Linked DNA regions of Sus scrofa: region 1 is linked to region 2. The links are chromatin contacts, called in public promoter capture Hi-C maps. All regions are on one chromosome and are shown on one strand. Each heading gives the region's core, a stretch centred on a gene start, on an enhancer-like site or on the middle of the called end of the contact. The rest is flanking DNA. Distances are from core to core; before and after follow the strand shown.

What was found. Promoter capture Hi-C pulls out the DNA fragments that hold promoters and counts their contacts.
Region 1: a promoter capture Hi-C map of liver shows a contact between it and region 2, with 7 times the contacts expected there. The contact joins the promoter of DBP here to the promoter of FBXO46 in region 2. A contact is called at or near these places in 1 of 5 promoter capture datasets (liver) and 1 of 47 Hi-C or Micro-C datasets (liver).

Annotation. Positions count from the first base shown.
Region 1 is chr6:53,987,460-53,994,563 of Sscrofa11.1, reverse strand. DBP (D site-binding protein) reads left to right here and starts at 1,520. Exons shown (of 4, transcript XM_003127286.6): 1 at 1,520-2,334; 2 at 3,204-3,614; 3 at 5,336-5,547. The coding sequence starts at 2,196. It overlaps CA11 (carbonic anhydrase 11), which reads left to right. Exons shown (of 9, transcript NM_001004038.1): 8 at 81-246; 9 at 1,045-1,167. The coding sequence ends at 1,070. LOC110261016 (a long non-coding RNA gene) reads right to left here and starts at 458. Exons shown (of 3, transcript XR_002344719.1): 1 at 334-458.
Region 2 is chr6:52,065,134-52,072,243 of Sscrofa11.1, reverse strand. FBXO46 (F-box only protein 46) reads left to right here and starts at 3,054. Exons shown (of 2, transcript XM_021094574.1): 1 at 3,054-3,135.

The DNA.
Region 1 (7,104 bases), core at 271-2,770, 1.9 Mb before region 2:
GCGGGGGGTTTTCTGTGATGCCAGCAGGGCCATTCATTAGTCACTTCCAGGTTCCCACCCTCCCTCGCCCTCCTTGGCAGATGCACTCCCTGAGACTCCTGAGCCAGAATCCTCCGTCCCAGATCTTCCAGAGCCTCAGTGGGAACGGCCGGCCCCTGCAGCCCTTGGCCCACAGGGCCTTGAGGGGCAACAGGGACCCCAGGCACCCCGAGAGGCGCTGCCGAGGCCCCAACTACCGCCTGCATGGTATGATCCAGTATGCACCCCCTCGTCTTGGTCTAACCCGCCTATGTGTCTGTCTCCCCTTGGTGTCTCAATATGATACAGTCCTACCCTTCTTTGCTGCTTCTGTGTGATCCAGCCTCCTGAGCTCTCACTCGCTCTTTCTCCCTTCTCCATTTGTGTCAACGTGGTACAGCCCACCTCTCCGTCATAGACCATTGCTGGTCCATGATTTGTCTTTCCTCCTCACTGCTTGCGACTTGCAACTTGGTGTATAACCCGAACCCCCTTGCTTCCATGGGGGTACGATCAACTACTGGACCGTGGCTCTTGTTAAGGCTTTCTGAAATGGTATCGCCCGAAACCTTTCCCCTCTTTCCATGTGGTACAACCCTACGCTGGTCCAAAGTCTGACACCCCCTTCACTGAAAAACAACATGGTACAATCCCCTTCCCCTTCTACTGCCTCCTCTTGGTTCAGTCCAGTGATCTGACATCCACCTCTCTGGCTTCCCAACATGGTATAGCCTAGGCCTCCCCGTGAATACCGTCGCGTAGTTCAGCCTGATGCTGAAACTGGACGTCCCTGTGCCACCCTCCTGCTGCCTCCCTATGGTTCAGCCCACTGCCAGTTCGCAATCTGTCCTTTTCCCCTAGCTTCTCAAGCTGGTACATTCCAGTTTCCCCTTCGCAGCCTGCCTGTGGTATGGCCCGGCGCAGCCCAGCACCGCTACCCCGCCTCCTGCACGCCCCTGCACGCCCCCTACCCGGTGCATCCTATCAGGCCCTAAACTAACGCCCCCCACCGGTTTCGTCTTACAGTGGATGGTGCCCCCCACGGTCGCTGAGACTCCCCATCGAGGATTGCGCCTGCCTTGCCCAAGCCTCCCCACAGAGGGAGGGGAGTCACCCCCAAAACAAAGCTATTAAAGGGACAGAATACTTCCTGTATCTCAGTGGTCTGATTCTAGGCGCGGCGGGGAAGCATTTGGATATTAAAGAATAGCAGCCTTCTTCTAGAAACCAATCTCCCACTTCCTAAACCCCACTACTCGGGTTTTTGGCTTCCTTTTTCCAAAACAATCATTAGGATTTGTGGCTCCTGTATGGCTCTTCTCCCGCGCCCCCCACCCTCTCACCCACCCTCCCAGTCAGGCAGCACGCGCAGAGCCATGTGCTTCCCCCTCCCGCCTGCCTCATTGGCCTGAACTGGGTCACGGTCCCGCCCCCAGAGCCGTCTCCCATTGGGCAAATGTAGGTCAGGGTCCCGCCTCCCTCCAAATGGCAAGGTAACTTCACTCACTGAGCCCCTTGCTCGCGCACTCCAGGCCTCGGCAGATCCAGGAGTCCCATTGGCTGTGGGTCTCGAGGGGTCGAGACGCGATTGGCCTGCGCTTTCAGCGGGAGGGAGGCACGCGGCTGGGGTGCAAGGCCTGAGAGTCCGGCGGGGCCAAGAGGAGGGGTGCGCGCTGTGGCGTCGGGTGTTTTGGTTTGGCTTTTTTTTTTTTTTTTCCGCGAAAGAAGTTTGCTTTGGCCACGCCTCAAGGCAGCCGCCTCCTCCTGCCCTCTCCCCCGCCCCTCCGCGCACACCTCTTGGTGCAGATTGCAAAGCTCCTTCCTTAGAGAGAGCTGCAGATTTTGCAAGAGCCAGGCTCGCCCACCTTGTAGGAGCGCCTTGTGTCCCCTTGAGCCCTCGGTTGCAAAGAGCTGGCCGCCTGATTTGATCACTCCCTCACCCAGACTGTATGGTCTCCTGGGACCCTCTTGAGTTGCACATTTCTGCACCGAGGACTGCAAATCCCCATCGCTCCTAGGACTTGCAGTGTTCTGGAGACTGGAGACTGGAGGCTTGCAAGCTACTTTCGCCCGCCCCTGGGCAGACACCCGCCTGAACCACAGGAGTGTGCCGCTGACTGGCAAGCCAGCTCTTCGCCTCTCTATGAGCCCGTGAGCCTGCGGGCAGGTGCCGGGCGATGGCGCGGCCCGTGAGCGACAGGACCCCGGCCCCCCTGCTGCTGGGCGGCCCGGCCGGGGCCCCCCCTGGCGGGGGAGCGCTGCTTGGGTTGCGGAGCCTTCTGCAGGGGACCAGCAAGCCCAAAGAGCCAACCAGCTGTGAGTTCTAGCCCCCCCCCCCCCAGCTCTTAGGGACTCCAGTGCTGGGAGGGTCCACAGATACCTCTTACGTGCCCAGAGTCCACCCTTCCAACCTTTATCTACCCCAATACTTAGGTGTTTAAGCCCCTAGATCCCTCAGCACCCAGGACCCAAAAATACCGGCTTTCAAGCCCGTCCACCCCGAGGACTCGAGACTCTAGGCCCCAGCCCCCTGTTTCTTGTGGTTCCGAGAGTCTTGGACTCTTGGGGTCGAGGGAGAAGGGAGGGGGGTGTGTCGGATGCTCACACGGTAGTTACACGGGCTTGGGCGGAGCCTCCTGGGGTCACATGGAGTCTAGGGACGAGGAATGTGCCCCAGAAATAGAACCCCTTCCTGACCCTTACGGGGGGGGGAGATCGAGGAGAAAGGGGTACAGTGCGCGGGGGGTAGGGGGCTAATTACAGAAGAATTACAGAGCTGTCATTTTTTCTCTTACCTGCCCAACCCTCCACCTACCTCTCTTTGAACTTCTGTCCCCCTTCTATGTCCCTATCTCTTCTTGGGTCTCTGTCCCCATCTCTCTCTTTGCATCCATGTCCTCCCCTCTTTCTGGCTCTCTGTCCCTCTCTCTGTCTGTCGCCCCGTCTCTTGTCTTTTCTCTCTGGGTCTCTCTCCCTCTCTGAGCCTCTGTCCCCTCCTATCTCTGGGCCCTTGCCCACCCTCTCTGATCTCTCCTCTACTTCTCTTCTGTCCCCTCTTTCTCTTCACCTCGGCGGTGGGGCTCTCTATCCCCTCGTTTCTCCTGTCTTTCTCCACTCGGAGACTCTTCTTCATTTCCATCTCCCTCTTCCTGCCCACCCTGCCCGCTCTTTCCCTGGCCCCGAAGGTCTCCTGAAGGAAAAGGAGCGCAAAGCGGCCCCGCCGGCGGCCACGGTCCCGGGGCCGGGCCTGGAGCCTGCAGGTCCGGCGGATGCCTCAGCTGGGGCGGTGGTGGGCGGCGGGTCCCCGCGGGGACGCCCGGGGGCTGTGCCCGGCCCGGGTCTGTTGGCGCCGCTACTGTGGGAGCGGACGCTGCCGTTCGGCGACGTGGAGTACGTGGACCTGGACGCCTTCCTGCTGGAGCACGGGCTCCCTCCCAGCCCGCCGCCCCCCGGCGGCCCGTCGCCAGCGCCCTCGCCCGTGCGCACGCCCGCACCCTCCCCGGGGCCCGGTTCCTGCGGGTCGGCTTCCCCTCGCTCCTCGCCGGGGCACGCCCCCGCCCGGGCTGCCCTCGGGGCCGCCGGCGGCCACCGCGCAGGTGCGACGTCGGGGACGGGGCGGGGCCCTAGTTGGGCGGGGCTTGGACTCCAGGGGGCGGGGCTGTGCTACACTGGGGGTCGGGAAGGTGGGACTGAGGTTGCACGCCCCATTTCTAGGGTCCCCTATTCGGGGGATGCCGAGAGAGGAGTCCGGATTCTGTGTCCCCTCATAGATCAGGGAATGGGTCTCCTGAACCCTTAGGAGGTGAGGGACTTAGGATCCCAAATTCCAGAAAGTGGAGAGGTTGTGTGTAGACTTTTACGCGGGACGTAAGGACAAAGGGTCTGGACACTCGAGGAGTCCAGACTGGGACCCCGGAACACTGGAGTTATTTATTGGGGAGTGGACTGCGCCCCAGAATCTGGGCCCGGAATCGGCGGAGTTGGAGTAGGACCGGAACTCCTAGGCTCCCTACCATGGAGAGGGAGAGGGTGAGGGACTGGCCGCCCTGGCTCCTGGTTCCCCCCTGTGGAGAAGGGTTCGCGCCCCGGTTCCCAGAATCCTTCAGAAGAGATCTTTCCCATTGGGGAAAGGACCGAGCTTTCTATATTCCTGGGAAAGGAAGGGCTTGGGGTCTGTACCCTAGTGGCAAAGGCTTTGGGTGCCTGAGCAGATCTAGGGAGCCGATTCTCGAGTGTTCCTGGCGAGCAGAGGGGTCTGGATCGTTGGAGGTTGAGAGGTTCGAGCTGAGAGACCCCAGGGAGCAAAAGGAAAAGTGTGATCCCTCGGGCACCAAGGGGTTGCAGGGGGCGGACTTCGGGTCGGGGGTTCCTGGACACACCTGCTCTTGGCTAGACCTCCAGGCACAACCAGGGCCCTCCCTTTCCCAGCCGCACATTCCCGCTCCACGTGAGTCCTTTCCTCCCGCCTGCTTGCTTCGCGCTGCGCGCACGCGCGGTCACGCAGGAGGGGGCGGGGACTGGGGAACGTGAGGGCGCTAGTGGAGGCGGGGTTGGGGGGGGACGGAAGGGGGGCGGGGCGGGAAAGCAGGCGCTGGCACGTGACTCGGCCCTGAACCCGTGTCCTCAGTTGTCCCCGGCTGGCTCGCTCTTAAAGGTACAGACCGCCCTTCTGTTTAAAGCTCCGTCCTGGCACTTTAGAGCAGTTTATCCTGCTCGTCCCTAACTTTGCAGCTATAGCTCTTAAGAAGCTACCTTGAACTTGTCGGTGCATTTAATTTCCTTTCCCTGAACAGCCTGGGATCTAGGCTTTGGTTGGATATTCAGTTAAGAGGGGTTAGCCTATAGGAATCTACTACTGTGACCCTGAAGTTTTAGAAGCAATAGTTCAGGTTCCCGCGTCACTTAGGCCAAGGCATGCATGATTGTGCCTGTTTCTGTGTGTAAAAGTGGAGTTGGTTCCCTGATTTCTATTTTTGGTTTTTCTTTTTTTTTGCTTTTTAGGGCCACACCCATGGCATATTGGAAGTTCCCAGGCTAGGGGTCAAATGGGAGCTGTAGCTCCTGGGCTACACCACAGCCACAGCAACACGGGATCCTTAACCCCCTGAGGGGTCTGGGGATTGAACCCGCATCTTCAAGGGTTCTGGTCGGTTTCATTAACTGTTGAGCCACGAAGACAACGCCGGTTCCCTGATTTATGAGCATCTTCATGGCTTAGGGAAGGTTGATCTCTGGCAGGCTTTTTTGTTGGACCTCACAAGAGCCTTCCTTGTAGTGAATATGCACCCACTCAGTTGGCACATTCTATTTCTCCAAGGCCTGACCTCTCGGGACACACCCAGCCCTGTGGATCCAGACACCGTGGAGGTGCTGATGACCTTTGAACCCGACCCAGCTGATTTAGCCCTGTCAAGCATTCCCGGCCATGAGACCTTTGACCCTCGGAGACATCGCTTCTCAGAGGAGGAACTTAAGCCCCAGCCAATCATGAAGAAGGCACGGAAGATCCAGGTACCAGAGGAACAGAAGGTGAGCTGGGTTGGGTGTGGGACCCAGGCTTGGCAAGGGTGAGCCCAACAGCCAGGGATGGCAACTTCTTTGCAGTCAGACCTGGATTTCTCACTGGGGTTAGGTCTCATGTTCTTCTAACCTACAGCCAAGACCAGTCCTCTTTGGCCATAGGGTGCACAAGGGCAGAGGTTTGGGCTTGAGATTTGTGAAAATGTATTTGTGTAGGACCCAGATGCAGCCAGCCCTGCTTGGACTAAGGACTGTACAGGCTTGGAGCTTCCCCTATCAGGTGGACCAAAAACTGTCAGTGGGGCAGGCTTCAGGGTCTACCAGCGTCAGTTACTAAGGACAGCATCCTTTAGGAGTCCAGTATCGGCCTGTTTCCTCTGAGCAGTCGGCCTGTTTCTTCTGAGCCATCTTCTGCGCAGGCTGGAATTGACCTGGGGGTTTAATCTGTGATTCGGGACATCCTTCAGGGCAATTACATCTGCCTAGGATGAAGACTTTGTCAGCCCTCTAGGCCTAGTTTCCTGGGCCTGAAATGCTCACTGGTCAGAGGCCTCAGGTTCTCAGTAGCAGCCAGGGCCACATTCTCAGTGGCCATATCTCTCTAGCATTCTGCCTTTGCCACTTCTGGGATCTTCTCTTCTCTAACAAGAGGTGCCTGGGCTTGTCTCATAGACTTTGCCATGTTTTTATGTAAGACAACTACTTGAAGCAGTGAGTACTGGCCTATAAACCAAATCTAGACTAGCAGCTTCTCCTGCCACGGGGCCCTGTTGCTAGGGACTGGATTTACCTTAGTGAGCGGGGACTAGGCTTTAATGAAACGGGGTTGGATGGGCATCTTTTGGAGCTCTAGATGGGCCTTGTTATTGAAGGACTGGAGAACTCTCTACAGAATGATGTGGGGAGCTCTCAGGATAGACCCCTTTGCAGCCAGGGACTGTTGGGCAGCTGCCTGGCCTCTCTTCAAAGTCAGAGACTGGCTGTGACGGTTGGGACCACTTAGACCTCACTTTTGTGTGCTGAGGAAGGATGAGGTTGCCGTTGCAACTCGGTCAAAGAGTCCTAGCCCTGGAAGGATTTTTGGGGACACTGGACCCCATCACTAGGAAGCCTAGGCTTTCCTTAGCAACCAGGTTCTGGAAAAGTGATGTATAGGTCAGTGCTTTTTGTTGGGAGAAGCCCGCAGACCCTGAAGGCCTTGTTGCTAGGGAACAAGCACCCTTAGCAAACCAGGAGCTAATTGCAGGCCATTTGTCAAGTGAACAGAGCTTAGGACTGCTTTGCTCCGTGGGCACCTGAAGCTCAGTTGCCTGGGGTGAGAGGCCATCTCATGCCTTAGCTATTGCTAGGGGGCCTCCTGCTCTCCTTTGCGACAAGGCCCTAAAAGACTAGACCCTTGGGTACCATCTCGGGGAGACCTGGTATCCTTTAGGCCCATTGCTGGGTGAGAAGCAGCCCCAGGGGTCTCTTGGATGCGTTCGGGTCTTTGGAGAAACGAGCAAAGCTGTTCTTCATTTCCCCCGCCGGGGCTGGGCCCCCCTCCGGACCTCAGTGCTTTCCCACCCT
Region 2 (7,110 bases), core at 1,805-4,304:
CTAAAATAAAGATCTCTAGACCCCCAAACCATCACTTCAGACCCTCAAATTTTGACACCCTCCCCAACCTTAAAACTGAGCTCTCACATGAGTTCCATTCTGAAACCCAAACTCTAATATTGAAGCCTCATACTCATTGTGGAGAACTCCAGACCCTAACAATTCTCAAAGTTCCAAACTGTGACTCCAGACCCTAAATCTCATACCTCACACCCTTCCTTGAGATTCTAAAAGCTAAATCTAGACTGAGGCTTCAATCCTCCCAAATGATCCCCAAAATGATATGCTAGACCCAAATTAGGGTCTCTGATTCCAACAAGAAAGCTTCTAGGAGTTCCCGTCGTGGTGCAGTGGTTAACGAATCCGACTAGGAACCATGAGGTTGCGGGTTCGGTCCCTGCCCTTGCTCAGTGGGTTAAGGATCTGGCGTTGCCGTGAGCTGTGGTGTAGGTTGCAGACGCGGCTCGGATCCCGCATTGCTGTGGCTGTGGCGTAGGCCAGTGGCTGCAGCTCCGATTCGAGCCTGGGAACCTCCATATGCCGCGGGAGCGGCCCAAAGATATAGCAAAAAGACAAAAAAAAAAAAAAAAAAAAAAAAAAAAAAAAAGAAAGCTTCTAGTCCCTAAACCCAAGATCTTCAGGTTTCCAAAACTGGTTCTATCCTGACACAAATCCCGAGACCGCACATCCTAACTTGAGACTCCCCCGCCCCCCATCCCCAACATTATTCAGAGACTTGAATATCTGGATTCCTCAAACTTGAGCCTGGATTCCAATACTTAGGCCCAGCCTCAACGCTAAACTCCTGCTCTGCTGCCTGGGTCCTGCCTCGCCCACCGCCTGGGCACCCAAGGCAACCCGGCCCACCGGGACCCCTGAAACCCACAGAGGGAGGCCACGACCACAAAGTGCTGCCCCTGAGTGGGCCCCAGGTTCCCTTCTCGCCGGCTAGTCCCCCACCCCATTCCCCTCGGACTCCAGCACGCGCCTCAGGATGTGCAAAATGGCGTGAGGCCCCCCTTCTGGTTTTGTGCCAGCCCCACACTTGGGAGCCGGATTAGCGCCTTGTTCTGGTCTCGGGACGCTGGCGGTGCACGCGCGAGCCCCAGGTCGGCCTCGGCTGCCACGTTCCCAACCCAGGCGTGGGATGGGCACGAATTCCCTTTGGTGCGAGGCTCCGGCCTGAGGCCTGAGGAGAAGAGCAAGAGGGAGCTCTTGAGGCCAGGCCACGCCTCCACCAATTCCCGCCAAGGTGTGCTGGGCGCGAGACTGGAGAAGGGAAACGGCAGGGTGCAAGTGGCCCTGCGCACGCGCGCCCGGGGAAAGGTCCCTTCCTGCACAGAGCGAGCCTGGCCTCGCGCCTCCTGACACAGCCTTGGCCTGTGCGCGCCAAAGTGCCGGCCAATCAGGGCTCGCTCAGCTACCCGCCTTTTCCGCAGGCACCGCCCTGCCTGGCCACGCCCCCCGGCCACTTCCTGAGTCCCGGGCTGAAGTAGCCTAAACAAGAGGCGGGGTCTCCTAACCGCCAACCCTTAGCCAGAGAGACCTGACCAGTCTCCCTTCCTGCCCTCTGGTGTCCCTTCTCCCCCTCATCCCTCTAGTGCATGTCTAATGAGGGCCTACTCTGTGCCTGCCAAGCACTGCGCTGGAAGTCGGGAATTTAGCCGCGATCTTCCCAGTGCAGGCTCACAGAGTGTGAGACTAGTGAGGCAGAGGCTGCATTAAAGGGCCATAAACAGAAAAGATTCAAAGAGGAGGGCCACTGGAATCGGGCCTTAGTGGCAGTTCACCGCTTGAAATTATGTTCTTTAATATAGCCGACTCTCTCTTTTAGAAAGTTCACTCTTATGGCTCATGAGGAGGATGGGCAGGAAAACATAGCTTAAGGGGAGGCGATCTAGCAACCTAGTGGAGAGTAGAGATCCTGGTGTCTAAAATATTTCAGTTCAAATCATTTTCTTGCTGTGTTGCCATGGAGAATATGCTCAATCTCTTTCTGCCTTAACTTTTTTTTTTTCTTTTTCTTTTTAGGGCCGCACCCGCGGCATATGGAGGTTCCCAGCCTAAGGGTAAATTGGAGCTGCAACTGCCACAGCCACAGGAACACGGGATCTGAGCTGCGTCTACCACTTACAGCACAGCTCACCTACACCACAGCTCACCGCAACGCCGGATCCTTAACCCACTGAGCGAGACCAGGATCGAACACACATCCTCATGGATATTAGTCCCATTCATTTCCGCTGTGCCACAGTGGGGACTCCATCTTTCTGCCTTAACTTTTATATATTTGGGATAATTCTTACTGGGGTTCTCTGCAGTGTCTGGCATAAAATTAGCATGCAATACATTTTTACTCAACACTTATTTCCATTGTCCTGGGTGCTTGTACAAGATACACAAAGGGGCCTGTCCTCTTGGAGCTTCTATTATAACTACGATGTGCACAAATGTCTAATGCATCTGGTTTTCCTCCATCCTAAGGCTTAATTCCCATACTTGTAAATTAGGTGGTGGTAAGAAAACCAGGGGGAGTTCTCTTGTGGTGCAGTAGGTTAAGGATCCAGACTTGTCACTGCAGCGCCCGGGTCGCTGCAGCTGCATGTGTTCGATCCCTGGCCCGGGAAGTTCCATGTGGGGTAGGGGTGGCTCCAAAAAAAACCAAAATAAAACAACCCAGGAGGAAAAATGGATGGGAAAGTGAGAAAGGCGCTATTAATTAACACGTAAATAAGTTTAAGTAAATCGATAAACTGGTTCTTTCCCAACTCTCCACCCCACACAAACGCCCCTTTTAAATTTTCTCAATTCCGTTTCCAAAAGCCCAGGGCCAAAATGGAGGAGACTGCACTCCATTTCCCAGCGGGCTTGGCGTGGGCGCTCTCTGCGCCTGCGCTACCAGGCACACACGCTCTCTGTCTCCCGGGAGTTAGAGTCATTCTTTTCCTGAGCCCGCCCAGTTTGCTTCTTTCCCCACCTCCAAGCTTGACCGTGCTGCCTTCCGGGAGTTGTAGTCTGCGGCCTCCCGGACTCCAATTCCCAGCGGGCTTCGGGGCGGGAACCCGGAAGGGGAGGTTGGAGAGGAGCGAGTGGGGGAAACCCGCGTAGCCGAGGGAGCTGCAGCGCGGGGAGATGGTGAGAACGCTGAGCTGGGGCCAGGGGCGCTTGCGAACTGGGGCGGGCGTTTGGGACCCGGTGGCGAGAGGGAAGAGGCAGGAGCTAAAGAAGGGGCTGGATGAGGGGAGATCGTTTGGGGGATGGGATTGGGAGAAATGGGAGCCGGAGAGAGTAGTAGAAGAATGGGGGTTGGGGATGGGTCTTGAAGATGGGGAGAGAGTCGAGCTTTGGGATTGATTGTAAGGGAGCTCAGAGCTGGAGGAAGGAGTCCCGAGTTGGAGAAGGGGCTGGGCGTCCAGACAGAGGCACTGAAGGGGGCAATTTCGAGGGGTTTAGCCTAGGGGATGTTGAAAGGCATTAGGAGTCAGTGCTAGATGAATGAGGGGGTCTGGAGGCTCCGGAGGGAGAGGCCAGCTGTGGATGCCGTGGGTTGGAGCCTCTGGATCGGATTGGGGGCAGGAGGACAAGCTGAGATGGTAGAAGAGAGAAATCAATGGTAGAGTGGTGTGTAGGTTAGGACCCGGGACTGTGGGTGGGGTGAGGAGCATGAGATTAGGGGCCTGCATGTAGCGATAGTTTACTTAGCCCAGCCAGAGACTCCCGATAACTGGACAGTCACAGAACTGTAGGATGATATGGCCAGAAAGGGCCATCGAGACAACCTTTTGCACTCACATTTCTCTAATGGGATTTAGAAAAGTGTAGTGGTTTATGTGTACAGACGGTCCAGCACTCAGTTCTTTTCTTCTGCCATTCCTTTGCGACCTGGGCAAGTGTCCCCTCTCTATGAAACTCAGTGCCCTTATCTGTATCGTGGGAACAAAATGCCGCTGAGAAGAGAGGAGGCTTGCATCCCAGAGCTGTTGGTGGGAAGTTCCCTGCTCCAGGAATGTGACTGGGTCACAGGTGCTAATGGATTCCCTCTTTTTCAGCCCAGCCCCAGGGGCGTTTTCTCAAACTCTGGCACTGATCTGGGCACAGCCCCGCTCAGAAGCATGCAGGGGTTCCCCACAGTCAACTCCAGCTCACACTAATTGTTTAGGAAGTGCCTGGCCCTGTTCGTAGTTGTTTGTATTAACTCATTTGATTCTGACAACACCCCTTAAGTTGTCTCCATCCTACAGAGAGGAAGCAGAGGCACAGAGAGGTTCAGCAACTTTTCCAAGGTCAGCCAGCATGAGTGGTTGACTCAGGAGTCCAACCTCGGCATCCTGGCTCAGAGTCCGTGCTCTCAGCTCTGTAATACAGTCCCCTTTCCTGGTACTGAAGTGTCATGAGTAGGGCAGAGACTTGAGAACTGAAAGCAGTCTTCAGGTTGAATTTTATTTATTTATCTATGTATTGGCCCCACCCTTGGCATCTAAAAGTTCGCCGGGGCCAGGGATCGAACCCCCACCACAGCAGTGACCTGAGCCTGCTGCAGTGACAATGCCAGATCCTTCACCCACCGGGCCACAAGAGAGCTCCTCAATTTGAATTTTAGTTCTACTCCTTACTTACTGTGTGACCTTGAGTAAGTCTTTGAGCGGCTCCTCAACTGTAAAGTGGGATCAGTAACCCTAGGATGGTTAGAGGGTTTGGGGAGGGAAGCAGGTCACGTGCTTGGAGTACGCGCTTGATACGTATGAGTTGTCTTTTTTTTTGAATGGCAATGAGAAACTCAGACTTGAGAGAGGGCGGTAGTGAAGGACCAGTGAGGAAAACATCAGCCAGGCTGCCTTCTAGTTCTCTACCCCTGGGCTCCTAGGTCCAAGGGTCACTCCTTGAGGGGGTGCTCAGAAATTCAATCTGTCCCCATTCCCATTCCTAGCCACAGCCAAAGATAAATAATTCACTCGCCCATGCCCAGCCTGGCCCAACTCCAGGTATTTCAGTGAGCAGGAACTATTTCTAACAACTGTGTGGGTTTTCTGCCCCCCCCCACCCTTTTGGTCCTTAGGACTTCCCTGGGCAGTGTGGCAACTTTCTAAGTCATTTTGAAATGGGCTCATTTGTTGTGAGGCTTCCTGAGTTGACCCATAAGGTCTCTGACTCTGATAGGAGAGCTTAGGGTGAAAAGCATTGGCTACAGATAGGCCCACATTCATATCCCCACCTCTGCTGCTGTGTGTCCTTGGCCAAGTTGCATTCCCATTGCTGGGTCTCAGTTTTCTCGTATGTAAAATGGGACCACCTTCCAACCACGAGGCTCTTGTCAAGGGTCGATGTGGTAACATGTATAACGTGCCTAGTGCGTAGTAAGCCTTTAACAAGTGTGAGGTCTTTTGAATAATTTTGTTTCTCCAAGAAAAATGTATTGCGCACGTGCTCCAGAACCAGGACACCCAGAGCCGAATCCTGACTCCCATCACCCACCTGCTCTGTGACTTTGGGCAAGTCCTTTAACTTCTCTGGGCCTCGGTTTCCTCTTCTGGAGAATTGGGGGTTCACCCCCTGCGTGTTGCTAGGGTACTACTATGTGCCAGGGCTTGTACCAGGTTCAGGCCAATACCTGGCCCTTGGGGAGCTTGCTGTTGTCATAACACTGGGGCAGTTTTACAGCTCTGGTGGCATTTGTGTTCTTTCTTCTGGATTGGGTGTTTCTATCCCTGCTTCATTTTCAGTCCCTTGTGCCAGCTTTGCCTGGTGGTCATTGCTTTCCTGGATTTTTAACATTTTATCCCCTGGTCTCAGTGAATTATCTGAAAATCTGTTGGTTTGGAGAAGAGTTGCCAACTTCTTCCTCATCCCTGTACCTGTTTGTCACATCTGGGGTGACGTGACACTTTTTTTCCCCCCTTTCCTTTGTTGGTTTGTCTTAGAAATTGTGTCTCCTTTCCAAGTGATTTTGCCTTTTCTTCAAATCTTAAATGTGTTTGCAGCCTGTGCTTATCTTACTCATACAAAATGATATTTTTACCATTTCTAATGGTATATTTCTGGCAGCTCTGGTAAAGCTGTATTATTCCTAGGAGTTCCCTGGTGGCTCAGTGCGTTAAGGATCTGGCATTGTCACTGCTTTGGTGAGGGTTTAACCACTGGCCTGGGAACATCCACATGTCTTGGGCGCAGCCCCCCCCCCAAAAAAAGGTGTATTATTTCTAAAAGTACAGGTTTTCTAAAATGCTTATCTTGCCACTTGCTCTTTGATACTCTCCTGACCCTTCAATTAAGATCATAACTCCCAGAGCTCCTGCTGTGGAGCAATGGGGTCGGCAGCATCTCTGGTGTGCTAGGACACGGTTCAATCCTTGGCGCAGCACAGTGGGTCAAGGATCTAGTGTTGCTGCAGCTGCAGATTAGTCACAACTGCGACTCAGATCTAACCCCTGGCCTGAGAGCTCCATATACCATGGGGCGGCCAAAAATTGAAGAAAAAAAAAAAAGAAAGGGAGTTCCCGTTGTGGCGCAGCAGAAACGAATCCCACAGTATCCATGAGGATGTGGGTTCCATCCCTGGCTTTGCTCAGAAGGTTGAGGATTCAGCCTTGCCGTGAGCTGTAGTGTAGATTGCAGACAGGGCTTGGATCCCAAGTTGCAGTGGCTGTGGTGGAGGTCGCAGACGTGGCTCAGATCCTGTGTGGCTGTGGCTGCGGTATAGGCCGGCAGCTGTAGCTCTGATTCGTCCCCTAGCCTGGGAACTTCCATATGCTGCAGGTGTGGCCCTAAAAAAAATTAAAAAAAAAAGATCCTAACTCCCACTTTCCATTCCTGATCCCCTCTACTTGCTGTATTTGCTTCCCTGCAGCACCTTGAATTTGACTCTTTATTTTCCCCTCTCTCCGATCCTGGAGGACAAGGATTTCCGTCTCCAGGCCCCTGCGTATTCCCTGCTGCCCAGACCAGTGCCTGGCCCAGGGTAGCTGCTCTGTAAATACCGCTTAGTTACTAGGTGAGCCCCAGGACCCAGTGATAACAGAGGGATGGCCATATGCTGATTAGTGTGAGGGATTCCGATCGGTTTCATTTCAGAATGTGAAATAAAGAGGACGTCTTTGGCTCGGTCCGTGGCGG